3 separate regions of the Mus musculus genome follow, and all the other regions are linked to region 3. A link is a contact called in public HiChIP or PLAC-seq data. All regions are on one chromosome and are shown on one strand. Each heading gives the region's core, a stretch centred on a gene start, on an enhancer-like site or on the middle of the called end of the contact. The rest is flanking DNA. Distances are from core to core; before and after follow the strand shown. Region 1 overlaps Tcf7l2 (transcription factor 7 like 2, T cell specific, HMG box). Region 2 has its middle 15 kb from the start of Gm52391. Region 3 overlaps Vti1a (vesicle transport through interaction with t-SNAREs 1A).

The links. HiChIP or PLAC-seq counts read pairs in DNA pulled down with a chosen protein or histone mark.
Region 1: an H3K4me3 HiChIP or PLAC-seq map of embryonic basal ganglia shows a contact between it and region 3, with 3 times the contacts expected there. The contact joins two enhancer-like sites. A contact is called at or near these places in 3 of 484 Hi-C or Micro-C datasets (embryonic stem cells and liver), 9 of 115 datasets of contacts at active chromatin or transcription factors (embryonic basal ganglia, embryonic hindbrain, embryonic stem cells and 4 more) and 1 of 9 other capture datasets (embryonic stem cells).
Region 2: a contact with region 3 is called in an H3K27ac HiChIP or PLAC-seq map of stem cell-derived neural progenitor cells, with 2.3 times the contacts expected there. The contact joins two enhancer-like sites. A contact is called at or near these places in 2 of 115 datasets of contacts at active chromatin or transcription factors (embryonic stem cells and stem cell-derived neural progenitor cells).

The regions. Positions count from the first base shown.
Region 1 is chr19:55,922,698-55,925,986 of GRCm38.p6, forward strand. Tcf7l2 (transcription factor 7 like 2, T cell specific, HMG box) reads left to right here. Exons shown (of 15, transcript NM_001331146.1): 12 at 1,199-1,247; 13 at 1,833-1,883; 14 at 3,280-3,289. Among named protein-coding and RNA genes, the nearest start is that of Gm52391, 14 kb to the right of the region's middle. Within about 2 kb of position 1,559, at least 34 of the 459 cell types and tissues checked have an H3K27ac peak or open chromatin away from gene starts, as enhancers often do. A contact at or near this core is called in embryonic basal ganglia, where this site is marked.
Region 2 is chr19:55,951,962-55,955,247 of GRCm38.p6, forward strand. No RefSeq gene overlaps it. Among named protein-coding and RNA genes, the nearest start is that of Gm52391, 15 kb to the left of the region's middle. Within about 2 kb of position 1,505, at least 34 of the 459 cell types and tissues checked have an H3K27ac peak or open chromatin away from gene starts, as enhancers often do. A contact at or near this core is called in stem cell-derived neural progenitor cells, where this site is marked.
Region 3 is chr19:55,555,126-55,558,151 of GRCm38.p6, forward strand. The region is part of intron 7 of Vti1a (vesicle transport through interaction with t-SNAREs 1A); the gene reads left to right. Among named protein-coding and RNA genes, the nearest start is that of Gm41871, 140 kb to the right of the region's middle. Within about 2 kb of position 1,341, at least 150 of the 459 cell types and tissues checked have an H3K27ac peak or open chromatin away from gene starts, as enhancers often do. A contact at or near this core is called in embryonic basal ganglia and stem cell-derived neural progenitor cells, where this site is marked.

The DNA of each region.
Region 1 (3,289 bases), core at 309-2,808, 370 kb after region 3:
TATTTCCTAGCCTCTCTGTCCCTGTTTCCTTATCTGTGTCATTGGGAGGATGACAACATGTGTGTTGTGTAGAGCTGTTGCCGGTTTGGTCATGCCTGGTTTCTTATGTGTACTTGACAAATGCTGGCCATTGTTAGTGTTAGGAATGGCTGTTACAGTGAAAAGCTAGACTTAGAACAGTCCATAATTTTCATATTTGTTAGGAGCTAGCCATTCTCACAGCATGACAATATGGGTTATACAGACACCTCCTGGTTTGCCATGGTTAAACTTAGGATTCTTCAACCTCGTGATGTTGTGGAAGCGCACCCTTACAAGCCATTCTTCTTTCCACACTTAAGAAAGCATGCAGTCCGTGGCACAAGCCACTCAATGCTTTACACTAAGGCAGGCTTTCTGGTAGACAGCGTTGCCCACCTGTAGGCTACCTGTGTGCGTTTAAAGCAGGCTGGACTAAGGCATGAGATGCTGAGTGTTGGGCGTAATACATGCATCTGTGGGTTGTAATCTCTGTTATGGTTATGTTATGATATGGTTGTTGGGGTATCATCAGAGGAATCTGTAGCCGGCATAAGAGAATGAGAGATCCCTTCCCTGGGCTTATGCATGTCCGCCCTGCAGTTTTGAACTTCCCCATTGGCTTTCTTTTGTAAACACCCCCACCCCAACTCTGTACCATTAAAAAGAAAAAAAAAAAAAAAAGAAGGGTCACGCTCCATTTCTGAAAGAAACCATTTTGGTAGGGACACTTTGGCCTTCATAGTGAGAGACTGTGGGGTAGCTAGGCCAGCTGTGGACCACTGGAGGCTCCCAGGTTTCTCTACACCCTTGGAAGTGGACTCATCCTGCTTCCTGCTGTGGCTCTCCATCCCTCCCTGAATCTTTCTTGCCTCCTTCTCTTCCTCTTTATGGAATCAGATCCTCTGGGTTAGGTTAAAGATGGATGAAGGCCATGAGGTCTTATCATATCTACCTGCTGGGCCCCTGTTTTTCTCCCAAGAAATGTGTGTCTCCCCCATCCTACCCCTGCCTTGACCCCCAGCTAGGCAGTGTTCAAGGATTAGATTAGATAGATTTGGGAGAGAGGTAGTGATGGCAGACTGGTCCCCTCTTCTGGCTCCCCTGCCCTATGAACCCAGACCTCTATCTCCTTGTCTATTTCTTGGCCTAATCTCCTGCATTTCTTCTGTCCATCCAGGGGAAGAAGAAGAAGAGAAAAAGAGACAAGCAGCCGGGGGAAACCAACGGTGAGCGAGGAGAGTCAGGGAGGTGGAGGTTGGAGGACCACTCTTATGTCAGGCTTCCCTCTGGGGGAGGCAGGAGAAATCCAAGGCCAGGACATTGCGGGGAACCCATCTTAGGCAGCCTTTTTTGTTTATGTGTTTTTTAATTAATTGCTTCATGACTGCCCTTTTAAAGCTAGTAGCATCCATTGTTGCATGAAAAGCCCGTTGTAACCCTAGCGGAATGTGTTTTTAAATTAACTGCCAAGCCTGTAACTAGAGGGCCAGCGTCAGTCACGCCTCCACCGGGCTTTAGACAGCCTGCTTATTCTGTGTGTGTCTGAAGAGGGATGAGGAGGCGAGGGGGCCAGGAGGGGCGTGTGTGAGTGTCGGGTTTTAACTGGGCTGATCCTGAATGTTTCAATGCATGCCTTTACAGTGGTAAATTGCACCCATTTTAAATTAAGGAGGTTTGTCATTCAGTAGGAAGAAACTAGAAATACTGCATAGGCAATCAAGGTCCCTTGGAGAAGACCAGGTTTTGACAAAAACAAAAACAAAAACAAAAACAATTTTGAAGGCTTTGTGTAATTTGTTCTTTTTTTTCAGAACACAGCGAATGTTTCCTAAATCCTTGCCTTTCGCTTCCTCCGATCACAGGTGCTAATGTGCTTTTGAGTCGTTAAAATAGTTTGATAAACTGTTTTTTTTTTTTCATTTTTCTTGCCATCTATAGTCTTATTAACATTAAACATATACAACATTTGAACACCCTTTAAAACGATCATCTACATGGTTGCGTTATGTTTCGGTAGATTTTTTTTTTTTCCAGTTTTGCTTTCGTTGATTTTATTTATTTATTTATTTATTTATTTATTTTTACTTTAACTTCTGTCTCATTTTATCTATTGTTCCTGTAACAGTGGTTTATGCAGCATTGAACAGTGGTTTAGAGCTGAACTAACTGTGCAAATTGAATATGCAGTATTTCTTTAAAAGAGACTGATAAAGAAAACAAAAACGGAACAAACTCAGTAATAAACCTCCTTAATCTAATGGCATTTTTTTCTGTTGCCCCACTAAGTTTCCTCACGCCAGCATGCCATCGCAGTATGATTTTTTTCCTTTGCTTTTTATTTATTTATTTTTGTTTGTTTGTTTGTTTGTTCTTCCTTTCGCTTTTTTGGCTTTTATCATCTACAAATCTGCTAGCAGTTTACTGACCATGCCTGCTTCCAAGCCTGCTAGGAGCTCCTAACATTTAACAGCTCATGGCCTGTTTACCCTCTCTTCCCTCTTAATATTAATGAAAGTAGATTAAAAAAGAAAAAAAGAAAAGAAAAAAAAAGACATCCCAAAAGCTGCAATATCCCAATACCCACAACCTTTTTCTTTCTTTATTTCTTTCTGTTTTTGCTTCATTTCGTTCTGTGTTTATTTGTAGTTTTTATTTTTTTTTTTGTTCATTTGTTTCTTTTCAAAACTGTGGTACTCAGAAGAAAAAAGCATGTTATGAATTTAACCTTCCCTCGCTTTATTTTCTTCTTTGAGAAAAAGAAAATTAAGAGAGAGAGAGAAAAAAAAAAAAGCAGAACTAAAAAACAAACAGAGGAAAAAAAAATAATTGAAAGAGCAAGTTCTTGGCCGTTACCGCCTTTGGGCGGCTGGAACCGGATCTGACAGTCCTTGATAAGGGATACTGCAGCTTTATTTGCGACAGCTACTTGCACAAGTTGAATAAGTGTGATTTTTTTTTTTTTACTTTTTTTTTTTTAATTAAAGAAAGTTTAAAAAAAAAAAAAGAAAGAAAAAAGTCAATATTTTGCTATTAGTAACCCGGTCATTGATTTATTCCCTTTTTTTATTTTTATTTTTTTCTTGTTTGTATCTCTCTCCCCCCTCCCTTCCCCTTCTCTTGGCCTCCCTCTCTCTCCTCTCTCTCTCTCTCCCTGCCTCTTCCTCCTCCTCCTCTTCTTCCTCCTCCTCCTTCTCCTCCTCTCCCTCTCCCTTCTCCTCCTCCTCCTCCTCTGCTCGCTCCTTTCTTGAACTCATTCAGACCTGAGCGC
Region 2 (3,286 bases), core at 255-2,754, 400 kb after region 3:
GGGGAAACATTCTGGGGTTTTAAAAGAACCGATGTTGTTGTTGTTGATGATGATCAATTCAGGACATTGGGTTGTTCCCAATTTGTGATAATCCTACACTGTGAACTGCGGTCAGATAAATCCCTAGGTGTCGCGTCGGCTCTCGACCAGCAAGAACGACACGGCCACCAGTCCTTCTAACAGCAGTTTATTCAGCAAACTTCAGTCTTCCTCTCTCTCGCTTCATCTTTTTCCTCATCTTTCTCTCTCGAACCCCGGGCCTCTCACTCTTATATACTCTCAGTCCCCATCCACTCACAGCAGGCCACGTCACCTCACCAGGCACGCAGCTTCAGCCAATCAGGGCAGCAGGGGCACATCTCCACCAAATATGGATTCGCCAGTATTATGGGGCACCTGCGCAGCTCTCACGATGGTTGTGGCTTATTTTCAGGCGTATGAGGAAGTCCAGTGCAAGTCATAAGACTTAGCTGCAGTCCTGGGCGCCATCTTGGGACTGCTGCCACACCCGCTCCTCACACCTAGGAATGCTGCCTGGGTTGTATGGTAGGGGTATGTAATGTAAGAAACTGCCCTGCTGTAGACGGGAAGGGGGCTGGAGTTTGCTATGGGGGATGTTTGGTGTGAGATTACATCCCCTGGCAACATCAGAAGCTATACCCATAAAACCTCACCAACATGACCACCCAAACATGTGCAGAACAAGGTCGAATTGGATGGGGAAAAGCCCAGGAGGCCTCAACCCTACACAAAGACCTACAAGCAATGGAGTAAAACCATAAAGCCGGGCATGTGGAGGAGCCCTTGCCCAGGGAAGAGTACACCCACTGGTTGTCTAATGCCCAATGGCCAGCCCTGAAAATATGCTCACAAGTAACATTATGTTTACTCAACAGGTTATATTTAGGAATGTATGTACATACATGTATGCATACAACAATTTTAAAAAGAGGCTATGGATTTGAAAGGGGTGGGAGGGGTTGGTGGGAGGACTTAGAGGGAAGAAATGGAGGAATGCTGCAATTAAATTAACACACACACACAAACAAGCAAGCAAACAAACAAAACTACTCTTGCTTTGCATGGTGGCCATACCATTCTGTAGAGTCACTGGGATGCTCCTGTGGCTCTGGAACCTCACTAGCATTTGATACCTGCTTTTTAACATTTTAGCTGTTCTCATAGGTGTGCAAACTTTGGTTCATTATTGTGCCTTTGCGAGCAGACACATGTGTGTGGAACACAGCCTGGTGCCTGGCTTCCAAAGAGGGTTTGCTAAATGGGAGTGGCTTTATTTATTATTCTGCTCCTGCCTGATTCTCTTGCTCCTGATGAATATTGTACATTATGCCTCCGGAGGCCCCTGCCCTGTGTCCAGTCATCTGCCTGGATTGGTCCCAGTTGCGGCAGGGCTCAGAGAAGAGACCCCTGTGTCTCTCTCTTAAATCAGGCTCTGTTTTGTCTCCTTGGCTCTGCAAAAGGACTGTGCAGTGGCTGCTGGCAGCAGTCCAGGCCAGTCCCAAAGAGCTCTGAGGAGAGGCTTTGGTGAGCAGACCATGGGTATGAGCCCTCCTGGGTAGCCTGAGGCCTGGGGGTTTTTCTTGGCCTGTTCCCACCCTGCTCCCGGGCTTCCTGCCTGGCCTGCTAGCTCTGAGATTCTGCCCAGAAGCACAGGACCTTACTCATGGTTCCCTATTAAACATGGACTATCAAAAAGTGAGGAAAAAAATCGCATGTGTAAATGAGTTTGTCTCTGGGGGGGTGGGGGAGGGAAAGGTGGCTGAGGAGGTATCATGGAGTAAAACAAACCGTACAGATGTTCCTTTCAAAGCAGGAGTCCCTTGCCTAATCACAATAGTTGCTGTTGGAGGCCTGACTTAGGAGTATTCAGCTCCTTCCTGACAGCAGCCCCTGGGGGTCATGTTCCAAGTAGCCCAACATTCAACAGCAGCCCAAGCTCCTGGGGCTTTGGGTAGTCTGGCAGCAGACCCAAAGATATGACACACCCGGTTTAAATAATCCAGAGTGCAAAGCCAGAAAAGTCTGGGGACCCAAAGCAATCAGGAGATAGGTCTAGGCATTGAGTGAGCCACAAGCCTAAATCATGCAAATGAGAAACTTGGAGATAATGAATGGCAGGCCCAAAGGTATCAGGCAGCAGACCTAAAGAAATCAGGCAGCGAAAGTACCCAAGGAGCTAAAGGGATCTGCAACCCTATAGGTGGAACAACATTATGAACTAACCAGTACCCCGGAGCTCTTGACTCTAGCTGCATATGTATCAAAAGATGGCCTAGTCGGCCATCACTGGAAAGAGAGGCCCATTGGACACGCAAACTGTATATGCCCCAGTACAGGGGAACACCAGGGCCAAAAAAAAAATGGGAATGAGTGGGTAGGGAAGTGGGGGGGAGGGTATGGGGGGCTTTTGGGATAGCATTGGAAATGTAATTGAGGAAAATATGTAAAAATAAATAAATAAATAAATAAATAAAAAGAAATCAGGCAGCAGAGGTGAGGGGTAGCTTAGTCTGTCACACCAAGCAAGTGTGAGGGCCTGGGTTCAATCTCCAGAAATCATATACAAAAGAGCCAGGTGCTGGTTTGTAAACCCAGTGCTAGAGAGGCAGAGATAGGTGAATCCTGCAGCTCTCTGGCTGGCCAGCCTTGCCTAAGTGATGGACTCCAGGAAAACTATTGAGAGACCCTATCTCAAAAACAAGGTGGGTGGCTTCTGAGGAGTAGCACCCAAGGGTGACCTTTGGCACCCACATGAACACGCATCCCACCACACTCATACAAAGAATTGAGAAGTGAGCTCAAGGTTGATTGTCAGGAACGAGACATCAAGGAGACAGACCCCAAATCATGTCTCATGGTACTGTTCTTTCTGGGCAAGCATAGCTCTGTGGGCATCTTGTTGTGACAAGCATAGCATAATGTGTACAGTTCACATGTGATCCTGGGTCCAAGACCCTTGGAGTCCCCACTACTCCTCTGGGTTTCCTTTCACTTCACTTCTTGAGACCATCAGGTGTACCCCATCTGTGGGGACTCTGCTCTGAGCACCCCCTGTAGATCACTGGGGTTGTTGTTATAAGTCACTACTGCTCTGGGGCAGGAAGACTTACCAAGAAGAAGGTCCAACCTCTGTGAGCCATACCTATGCGGAGACCAGACTTGAAAAACCTTTGCCATGGGTAGGGAGAGGCTAAGCCTGAAGTCACATTGGCACAGAGAGAGCTGTCAACAAGAGATTGCCATCTATGGTCTCTTCTCCTCGTTT
Region 3 (3,026 bases), core at 91-2,590:
AAGAAGAATCTTTTAATACCCCCCCTTGGGATAGAGTGAGTAATTTATGCATAATGACAAGAAAACACATGTAATTACTCTGGGTAATATATGCTTCCTGTTCAGTTGTGTGTTTTAAAGGGATTAAGACACTTAGTTTTTTCAGTGGTAAATATCTGCTTCCTTGTTACCCCGAGGTCTCTGGAAGTTTGTTGTGACTGTGCCTGAGTTGAACTCACGCAGGACACACACAGTACTGAGGAAAGTAACCAGTGTAGATCTTTGGCCGAGAATGATGGGCAGAGGCCTGTGACAGTGGGAAGCCTTGTGCGGCTAGCCCTAGGAGTTGGGGGCTGGAGGACTAAGGGGGCTTCCAGTCCCTCTGGAGCCATCCTGAAGCTCTGTGTGTCTTTTTGTTGCTGTGTGCATTTCAAACTGAGCCTCACTATATGATCCAGCCGGGCCTAGAACCTAATTTGTTTTAGCACAGGCTAGCCTCAAACATGAGGTCCTTCTGCCTTGGCCTGCCTGTTGCTGAGACTGCAGGTATACATTACCCCTGACTGTGTGCCGATGGGGAAGCTATGTGGCACAGCATGGAGCAGAAACACGTAAGGGAAGGTTATTCAATTAGCATATTGATATCACCCATATCACATAGGATGAAATGAATTTCTGACATTTGTTTTTAATTAATAATTTCCACTTGTTTTTGGCCCAGGACTCCTATGTGTTTACTGCACATGGCTTTCCCCACCCCCCAATTAGAGGGTAGATTTCACCCTTTATCTTTGCAGGTAACAGATCCAAGACATTTTTATGTAAATGGACTAATTAATTGGTAGCCTTCATTTGAAGCTTAAAATAAAAGTAATCCTTTTGGAGAGGCATTAGCTATTTCTAAAGCCACAAACAATTCTCCCTTAAGCACCTTGTTACAATTAGAACTTAAGTTAACAGCAGCAGACATAATGGAAGGCGTTACCCCTTACCTAAGAACCTTGTTTTCCCAGAGTGATTAAAGAAATCCCTTCACTAAGGGACTGCAGAAACCTCCTCACTCACTTGCTAAAAAAAAAAAAAAAAAAAAAAAATCACATTTCCAGAAACGTAACGGCTCATATTGTCAAAACTCCAGACGACGTGACATGACGTAGCAAGTGAAGTCACCCAGAGCAGGCTGTAGCCACAGAGATGTGCAGGTCTCTGCAGCTGGGCTCCTCTGAGGGAGCTTAAGCCTCCTGCTCGCCAGCCCTACGATTTATGCAAATGAGAAAGCCTTGGCGGTCTCCACTTCCTGGCCAGGCCGGCATAATCCACTTCCTTCGGGTTCATGTGACCATGCAAATTTGAGCACTCCTGAATAGTCCCACAGGGGCTGTGCCTCTCATTATCCCTGCCCCATTCTCTGGGCAGTGCAAGCATTCAGAGTCTGAATGGACAAGGGCCTAATTACTCACCACGTCTGTCAGATCAGATGCAGCCGGAGAATGAAGAGAGCCCCAGACAAGCCCAGCCCTCTCTTTGCTGTGTTCTTCGTGGCCGGGGTCATCCAGCCCTGTCTTCTAGGGAATATTTTCCACTCAGTGTTTCGTGACCCTTCTGGAAACCAGGGACTCCAGCTTTTGGAGATCCATTACGGGGCCTTTCACATTGTGTGTGGCCTTTACGCATGTTAATTAATCTTCCTGAGGACGCACTGAGCATCAGGGAGCCCTTTATTCTCCCTGGGTTGCTGATGACCAATACAAATGGCAGAAAGTTTTGCTTACTGTTTCCTGACCCTGTGCCCTCTCTGTGCATGCTCCTTTGGTTCACCTCCCCCCCCCCCCGCCCCCATGTGTCTCCCTCTGCATGACAGACGGACTGCTCACATTACTCCGTCAGCAAAGGTGGAGGTCAGCAAAGGTGGAGGGTGTACCTACAGGAAACAAGGTTATGGCCAAGTTACCTTGTCCAGTGCTGACCCCTAAGAAAAGGATGGGCAGTAATGAGGAGAAAGATCCATGCCCACCGGGGACACACCACAGCAAGCCGAATGGGCACCAGCATGAGGCACTAGCCTGTTTTCTATGGGTCTTGCTGTTGGTGTCTTTGGGTTTGAGGGGGGATTCTAAGTCCCCATAACCCTGAACTACAAAGCACTGCAGGTTATCATTGGGAGCTTTTTTTTTTTCTGTTTTGTTCTAATTTGATTTTGCCTTTATCTGTTTCTTTTAAAAGATTTATTTATTGATTATATGTAAGTACACTGTAGCTGTCTTCAGACATTCCAGAAGAGGGAGTCAGATCTTGTTACGGATGGTTGTAAGCCACCATGTGGTTGCTGGGATTTGAACTCTGGACCTTCGGAAGAGCAGTCGGGTGCTCTTACCCACTGAGCCATCTCACCAGCCCCACCTTTATCGGTTTTTAATTTAAAATTCATAAAACTATATAAAATTAGTCATTTTATTTTTGTCATATTAGTTTCTTGTGTCTTCTGTTTGTTTTTTTCTTGTTTTATGGGTTTTTTGGGGGGTTGGGGGGTTAGTTTTTTTTTTTCTTTCTGAGAGAAAGAAGCAGAACATGACAGCACATGGATGAGAAGGTTGGGAGGACCTGGGAGGAGTGGAGTAAGGCGAAAGAAATGATCAAATTGCATTCTACGAAAAAAATATTAGATTTAATTAACAACTTGAACGTGAACAGTTCCGTATACTGGCAGTGTTAGACAACCATTACCTCTCTCTGGTTCCCTGGCCTCACAAGTGGCCCCTCTCCATACAAGCAGCTGCTGTCTCTGTGGATTCTGGATAATGCACAGACTGAAGTCACAGCAGTATATGACCTTTGCCGCCGGCCTCTTTTGCTTAGCGCAGTATCGGGGGGGGGGGGGGGCGGGGGGGGCAGGTTTTGTTTTCGTTTTCCCTTGGCGTTTGGAGGGGGTTCGGACGCACGTGTTTATCCTTCAGCCCTCTCTCCTCATCTGCTCTCTGGCTTCTCTGGCTTCTGTTGTCTAATTTTTCCTCAAGGTCTGTGGAGTCCAGCTCTGAAGTAGCTCCCCT